2 separate regions of the Sus scrofa genome follow, and region 2 is linked to region 1. The links are chromatin contacts, called in public Hi-C maps. All regions are on one chromosome and are shown on one strand. Each heading gives the region's core, a stretch centred on a gene start, on an enhancer-like site or on the middle of the called end of the contact. The rest is flanking DNA. Distances are from core to core; before and after follow the strand shown. Region 1 holds the start of DCLRE1B (5' exonuclease Apollo). Region 2 holds the start of PHTF1 (putative homeodomain transcription factor 1).

What was found. A called contact is a pair of places that touch in the nucleus more often than the background predicts.
Region 2: a Hi-C map of liver shows a contact between it and region 1, with 9 times the contacts expected there. The contact joins the promoter of PHTF1 here to the promoter of DCLRE1B in region 1. A contact is called at or near these places in 5 of 47 Hi-C or Micro-C datasets (embryonic fibroblasts, fetal heart ventricle, fibroblasts and 2 more) and 2 of 2 datasets of contacts at active chromatin or transcription factors (alveolar macrophages and skeletal muscle).

What each region holds. Positions count from the first base shown.
Region 1 is chr4:106,654,844-106,658,303 of Sscrofa11.1, reverse strand. It overlaps DCLRE1B (5' exonuclease Apollo), which reads left to right and starts at 1,814. Exons shown (of 4, transcript XM_003125837.4): 1 at 1,814-2,279; 2 at 3,151-3,316. The coding sequence starts at 2,091. It overlaps AP4B1 (AP-4 complex subunit beta-1), which reads right to left and starts at 1,672. Exons shown (of 11, transcript XM_021090715.1): 1 at 1,531-1,672; 2 at 1,095-1,284. The coding sequence starts at 1,207.
Region 2 is chr4:106,807,411-106,810,870 of Sscrofa11.1, reverse strand. It overlaps PHTF1 (putative homeodomain transcription factor 1), which reads right to left and starts at 1,945. Exons shown (of 22, transcript XM_021090726.1): 1 at 966-1,945; 2 at 607-681. The coding sequence starts at 651. It overlaps LOC110260434 (a long non-coding RNA gene), which reads left to right and starts at 1,152. Exons shown (of 2, transcript XR_002343727.1): 1 at 1,152-1,677.

The sequences.
Region 1 (3,460 bases), core at 565-3,064:
ACAAGAACACCACTAATTACAGAATGATAGCTATTATAGTATTATTAACAGAAGTAACAGAAAAGATGCAGTGGGAATCATATCTAACACTGCCAAGAAGCTGTAAAATGTTTCCACAGAGGAAGTAATTTACTTGAGCTGAATGAGCAGAAGCTCCAGGAAAGTGTAGTAGATAGGTAATGAGACACACTTTGAGGCACGTAGACATAAGCAAGAATGGAACATTCTTTTGAGAGTCTGCAGGTAGTTGGGTGTTTCCTGGGCGCTATGATAAGAAATTTGGACTTTATTCTGTAGATCGCTGTTTCTCGAACTATGATCTCCTACATGAATTAGAGAGTTTACCTGTTTCAAAGGCAGATTCCTGGGTTCTATCCCACTGTACTGAAATGAGAGTTACTGGATTGGGTGGAAATTTTATATTTTCCTAAAAAGCATCCCCAAGGGACTTTGTGCATACCAAAGTTTGTGACCCACAGGTCACTGTCAAACTCGTATGCTGCAAAACCATTCTGAATGAAATGAGGTGCCAAGGTGACCTACTACTAAGCCAAGGCAACTGCTTTTATAAAGGAAACTAGAACAACAGAGTGCCAATTTTAACAAGTGGAGGGGGGGATGGATATTTAGAACCATGAATCCACACCATCTGACTCAAGTAGTGAAGATCAGGTGTCAAGACCGACACCGCTTGGTCAGCTGGCTGGTGACATTCATCAGCATGAATAACAAGCAGAAGAGCAGGTTTGGGGAGCCAGGAGGGATGTAAGTGCTATTTTTGCATGTCTTTGAAGACATATCCAGGTTAAAATCACAAGCAGGCAGTAGGATGTGTGGGCGGAAAAATAAAAGAGGAGGTCTGTACTAGGTATCCGAAGCCAGCTGTACAAGTCCAAGAAATGGATGACAACACCCAGCCGAGTCAAAGAAGTAAAATATGTCCCACAAGGGAGACTTAGATGGCATTCCGGAGAAGCAGCAAGACCAAATCATACGACTGCCATGTAAGAAAGTTCATTTACTCTTTCCGAGCGGCCAGGGGTAGAGAGCCCTGATGGGGGTGGCCAGGGGGGAGGTGGGGCGTTAGGTGATACCTAATCACGCGCTGGATGACATTCCGATAGCGCAGCCTATCAGCCTGTATGTGAGGGTTACACAGAGCCTTCTTCAGCTCCTTCACCACATCCTCCGAGCCAAGGTACGGCATCTTCTCCAACAGTCACGGGGCAGTTCCCACAGATCTCTGGGTAACTCGTGGGCTCCTTCCAGCCCTGATGTGGGAACCTGGGTAAAGGAAAAGTCAGTCAGTGAAGACACTACAGGCGCGATGTTGCCCCAGCCTTGGCTTCCCCAGGGCCGGCATCCAGGCCCAAACTTCAACCCTCTCGCTGCGGGGCGAGGCCCACCCTAAGCTGTGCCGTTCCATCCCCGGACCTGCAGACAGGTTCACCCCGTCCACAGGTCTCTCCCGCAACCTCTAGGGCCCGGGGCGGATTTCCAGCCTGGCAGCCAACAGTCCGCGGACCCCACCCTCTCCGGTCCCAGCCTTTCTTGCGCCTCCACGCGGTTGCGGTCACCGACAGGCCCAATCAAGCTTTCTGCGGAAGTCCCGCCTCCTCGAGAGAGACCACGCAGAGCAGCTGCCAATCACCTGCTCCCAGGGAGCGCCGAGCGCAGACTGGATCCCGACCTTAGGGTGCCCTTCCCCCAAGCTCTCACCTCCCGGCGCAGCCGCGCGGCTCCCTCTGGCGGAGCAGCGGCGCGCAATCGGAAGTCGGCTACTTCGGCCTGTCTCCGCCCAATAGCGCGCGCTTTGAGTGCCCAGCCTCGGCCCCGGCTCCCGCGCGCGCTGCGGGGAGTGGCGCTCCGCCCGGCGCCTTCCGAGATTTGCCTTTCCACCCCAGGACGCCCACGAGCATGGTCACTTCCTTCTTTCTGCCCACTCATTCTTCCACTGGGTTGGCTTTTCTTAGCGTCTCTGGCTCCGTACTTGCCCCGGCATGCCTTTTTTCATGATGCCGCTGTCGTAGCCTCACGCAGGAGCTCTGTTTCCATGAAGATCCGCCTGGTGACTCGCCAACCCTGCCACCATGAACGGGGTCCTGATCCCTCATACGCCCATCGCTGTGGACTTTTGGAGCCTACGCCGGGCTGGCTGCGCCCGGCTCTTCTTCTTGTCCCACATGCACTCGGACCATACCGTGGGTCTGTCTAGCACCTGGTGCCGGCCCGTCTACTGCTCCCCAATCACTGCTTACCTCTTGCATCGTCACCTGCAGGTATGGGGACCAAGAGATGGTCCCGGCATGTGGGTGGGGACTTCTGATCTGTCCCAGCCTTGAAGTCTTAAGGTAGGGGCTAGGGAGGACTGATGTTTACAAATGCCATAGTTGTTTGAACCCAGATATGCATCGTTAGCCCAAAATAGGAGTATGGCTTATATCTGGCCGAATAGGAATGTTTTAACGATAAGTCGGGGATATCTTTTAGTCCAGCCAAAGAAACTGTTCCTACCTCTTGACATAAACTAGGCCAGTGTTTCCCAAACTTGCCTTATCTTAAGAATCCACCTCATGTAGTGAGTAAATACACAGATTCTCCAGGACCTCACTCCTCCCTCATCTGATTCAGTAGATAGCTGGTGCAGGTCCTGGAAATCTAGTTGGATTTTTTTTTAAGCAGGCGCCTCCTAAAAGATTATTATGATCAAGAAAGTTTGAGAATCGCTGACTAGACTTGTTTTCTGGATTCTTAATTTAAACTTGTACAAAGGCGGGGCAGGGGGAGTTAGTTCCCAGCTGGCTCAGCAGAAAGGAATCTGTCTAGCATCCATGAGGACGCAGGATCTATCCCTGGCCTTGCTAAGTGGGTTAAGAATCTGGCGTTGCTGAGCTGTGGTGTAGGTCTCAGAGGGGCTCAGATCCCGAGTTGCTGTGGTGTAAGTCCGCCGCTGCAGTTCCCTTTAGACCCCTAGCCTGTGAACTTCCACATGCCTTGGGTGTGGCCCTAAAAAAAGACCAAAAAAAAAGAGAGAGAGAGAGTGGGAGGTGGAAGGGAAGATTGTTTGGAAATCCGCATCACAGCTTCTGATCCAGGGAAAAATGAGGGAGGGGAGTCTGTGTTCCCTGGGATGACCACCTGTTTCCTCAGGTATCTAAGCAGTGGATCCGAGCCCTGGAGGTTGGTGAGAGCCACATCCTGCCTCTAGATGAAGTTGGGCGAGAGACCATGACTGTAACTCTCATTGATGCCAATCACTGCCCTGGCTCTGTCATGTTTCTCTTTGAAGGATACTTTGGAACCATCCTCTACACAGGTGAGCCTCCAGAAGAGTCCTTCCCACTCTCAGTCTAGACACTGTTTTTCTCAAGCAGCCTTGACTCACGATAGAAGTCTGGAGGCCTCTGACCTTTGACATATGAGCACAGTGACCCTTTCGCAACTTATTTCCCACTCTGTA
Region 2 (3,460 bases), core at 696-3,195, 150 kb before region 1:
AGAAAAGCAAATAATGGAATAAAAATAACAAGGACCTATGGTATAGCATAGGAAGATCTCAATAATCTGTAATAACCTATGTGATAAAAGAATATGAAATAGAATGGATATATGTTTAACTGATTCACTTTGCTGTACACTTGAAACTTAACATGACATTGTAAGTCAAATATACCTCAATAAAATTTAAAAATTAAAAAAAAGGTATTTCCACTTCTTAAGGAAAACATCAGTAGGAAACTACAGAAAAATAAAAGGTAATAAATAACTCGATAAGATTGTTGACAGTGTCAATCTGAGCTTCTGCAGATAAGTTTTCTGTCTGAAAAAAAACAGCAATTTGATCAGAAGCAAACTTTCAAAGCACTGCTGTGACACTGTGAACGCAACCTGGAGATGGGAGGTTGAAAATCTTCTTCGGGGACATGGAACTGAGTTTAAAAGACCCGATGACCTTGTACATCAGTTTTCCCATTTATGTTGAAAGATACCATGTAAGAATACCTGTACTACCAAGCTCAGGGCAAACTAACATCGTCGGTATTCTTTGTGGGAGTTTTTGCAGGAAGCATGCTTTACAAATAAAAATACACCGATATTAATTACCTTCTTTTGGTACCACGATATAGCATCTCTCTCATTTGAGGCCATCTGTGTCTCCAGCCAGAGAATGGGATTTCACTGAAAATGAAGGAACACCAGTCGGTGAGTGCAGTTGCTGAAAGGGACTCTCGCAGTTTGGGTAGAACTCAAAACCGCTTCTCTCAGCCTCTCCGGGTCTCGTTCTCCGGCTATTTGCCAGGAGAAACAAAAACATACCAAAAAAACCTCTGGCGCAGTGGCGACAGAAGCCTCTCTTGCGATATTTTGTGCGAGCGTTTGATGCAGGGAAGGGGGAGAGGAGGGGAGGTCGCTGGAGTTGACCTGCACCCCACCTCTTCCGCTCCCCAGAGTCCAGCTCTCACCTGGTGCCCCCTGCCCCGAAGTCCGGCGGCCGGGACCTTCTTCCTCAGTGGCCCCTGCCCGGCCGTGAGGCCGGGGGCAAGGGAGCGGGCCCGGCAGGCAGCATCTTCCCTCCCAGGCTGAGACGCCGGCGGGGCCGTTACCATGGAGACTGCCGAGGCCGCCCCAGCCTGAGAAGTAGCCGGCCGCCCAGCGCCCGGAGGAGGGCAGTCTGTTGCCAGAGAGCCGGCGCCCTGCTAGCCAGACCTATAGGGTCATCGGACTGACCCCAAAATAAGCAAAGAAGGAACTGGGAAAGGAGGGGGATAGAAAGTGAAAGGGGTCTTCGCCAGGTTGCTAGTCGCCACGGCAACGGCAAAAGGCTTTGTGCCCGACTGGAAAAGTCAAGTGCAGAGCCCCCAGGGCTCGGCTGGCAGCTGCTTGGGGGCGCGTCCTCGCTAGGCCGGGCCCGGCAGGGCCGTGACTCAGCCGGCCGAGACCTGGGCAACTGCAGCTCCGCAGACCACGGTGCAGCCGGGCCTCGGCTTCCGCTTTCCGGGTTTTGCTGAGAAGATGGCTCCGCCCCCGCCCGGGGCCTTCCAGCCGAGCCTCCGCAGGGCTCCTGAACGAGGAGCTAGGGAGATACACCGAGATCTCGGCCCAGAGCAGCTGCTCAAGATCACCGTTCAGGTCACTTGCTCGGAAATGACTTTCCCAGACATCGATCTAAAGGAGGTCGGTCCCGATATTCCAATAGTTCCCCGTTCATTTCTTTGCGACCCTCTTCTTTCCTTGTGATTTTATAGGGTTTTAGTGCTTCGTTATTTACTACCCGGTCGTCCTCAATGGGCTGTGGGCTCCATGAGGTGAGAGACGGGGGTCTGGCACGAGCCCGGCACATAGGTTCCCAATCTTTGCTGAATGAAAGAATGTTGTCAAGAATTTACGCCGTCCTGAGACGAAGGGCCTGGCGGGCTGTGGCTGATTCCCCGCCTCGCTCCTCCCTCCGCTGCTCTAGGACTTAAGCTTTCTAGGTGCTCAAGGGTAAAGGAAGAGGAGGCCGAGGCTTCCGGCAGCTCGGGGCCCTTTCCCCAAATACCGGAGCGGAGGGGAGCGGCAGGAAGAACTGTTTCTAGGTTAATTCAAGCAGGCTGATAGAGGCCAGGGAAAAGGGACGGTTGCGACCGCTAATGAATATTTAAGGGTACGTTAATAAGGTTTTAAGCTGCTTCCCTGCTTTTTTTCTTTTGGCCATTAATGGAACACTGACCCCTAACGGCCATTCTCACCTCAACTGAAGCAATGTCCTTGCTAGCCCAGCACGCAGCGTTTGAGTCAGTTGAAGCTGCGATGATGAGACCACTTCAGCAAGCCTTCTAAGGAGTGCAGTTCTAAATGATTTACATCATTATTTTTGATTATCTATCAAATCGATATAAAGGCGTAAGTTACCCCCGTTTTGAGGAAAGTCGACTAAGATAAAAATAACACCCATAGAACTAATTTATTTCACCCGGGCTTGATTTTTCATTTTAATGAATAGCACTACTCAGTTTTATTTATGTATTTATTTTTGGTCTTTTGGGGGCCGCACCCACAGCATATGAAGGTTCCCAGGCTAGGGGTCAAATCGGAGCTACAGCTGCCGGCCAACGCCAGAGCCACAGCAAGGCCAGGTCCGAGCGGCGTCTTACACCACAGCTCACAGCAACACCAGATCCTTAACCCACTGAACGAGGCCAGGCATCGAACCTGCAGCCTCTAGTTCCTAGCCAGACTCGTTTCCAATGCACCATGACGGGAACTCCAGGCTTGATTTCTATATTGCACACATTGGCAGTGGTTTTCTTTCTGCTTTTGTTCTGACAGGTTCTCCTTCCCTAGAGCTAAACATGACACTTCTGTTGGGTTTCCAAACAAACGGCTGCCTTAAAAAAAACAAAAAAAACAAAAACTGGAAAATGTCCATTTTTGCTTTAAGACGTAAATTACACTAAATAGGAAAATTTTACTTCATTGCTTAGCACACAAATAGGCTTTGAGGGGAGTTCCTAGAACAGAAACCAGGTAAGACACACTAGAGAAGAGTGGTAAACAGCAAATCTTATTTCAGGACCCCCTTTACAAATGTAGGGCTCTCACTGAACAAAGCATAGGCTTTGAACCCAGAACTGCATTCACATCCCTGCTCCCACTGACAAACTGTGTGACCTTATGCAATTTATTCAACATAACAAGCCTGTGTTCTTACTTGTATTGTTAATTTCCTACTCAAGGCTGTGAGGATTAAATGAGGTAATACTCTGATATAAAATGCCTGGCCCACAGCAGTTACTTAAAACTGTTTGCTTCCTTTTCCTTTCCTAATCCTAAGTAAGGGCTATCAGTGTTTAGGACAGGTAGGTTAATTATAGAGAAGTTCACACAAAAACTGATGAGGAAAAAAATACACTGGGTTATGTCAATACATCAATGACATCTGAAACATCTATAAATCACCTTCATTAACTAACATTGC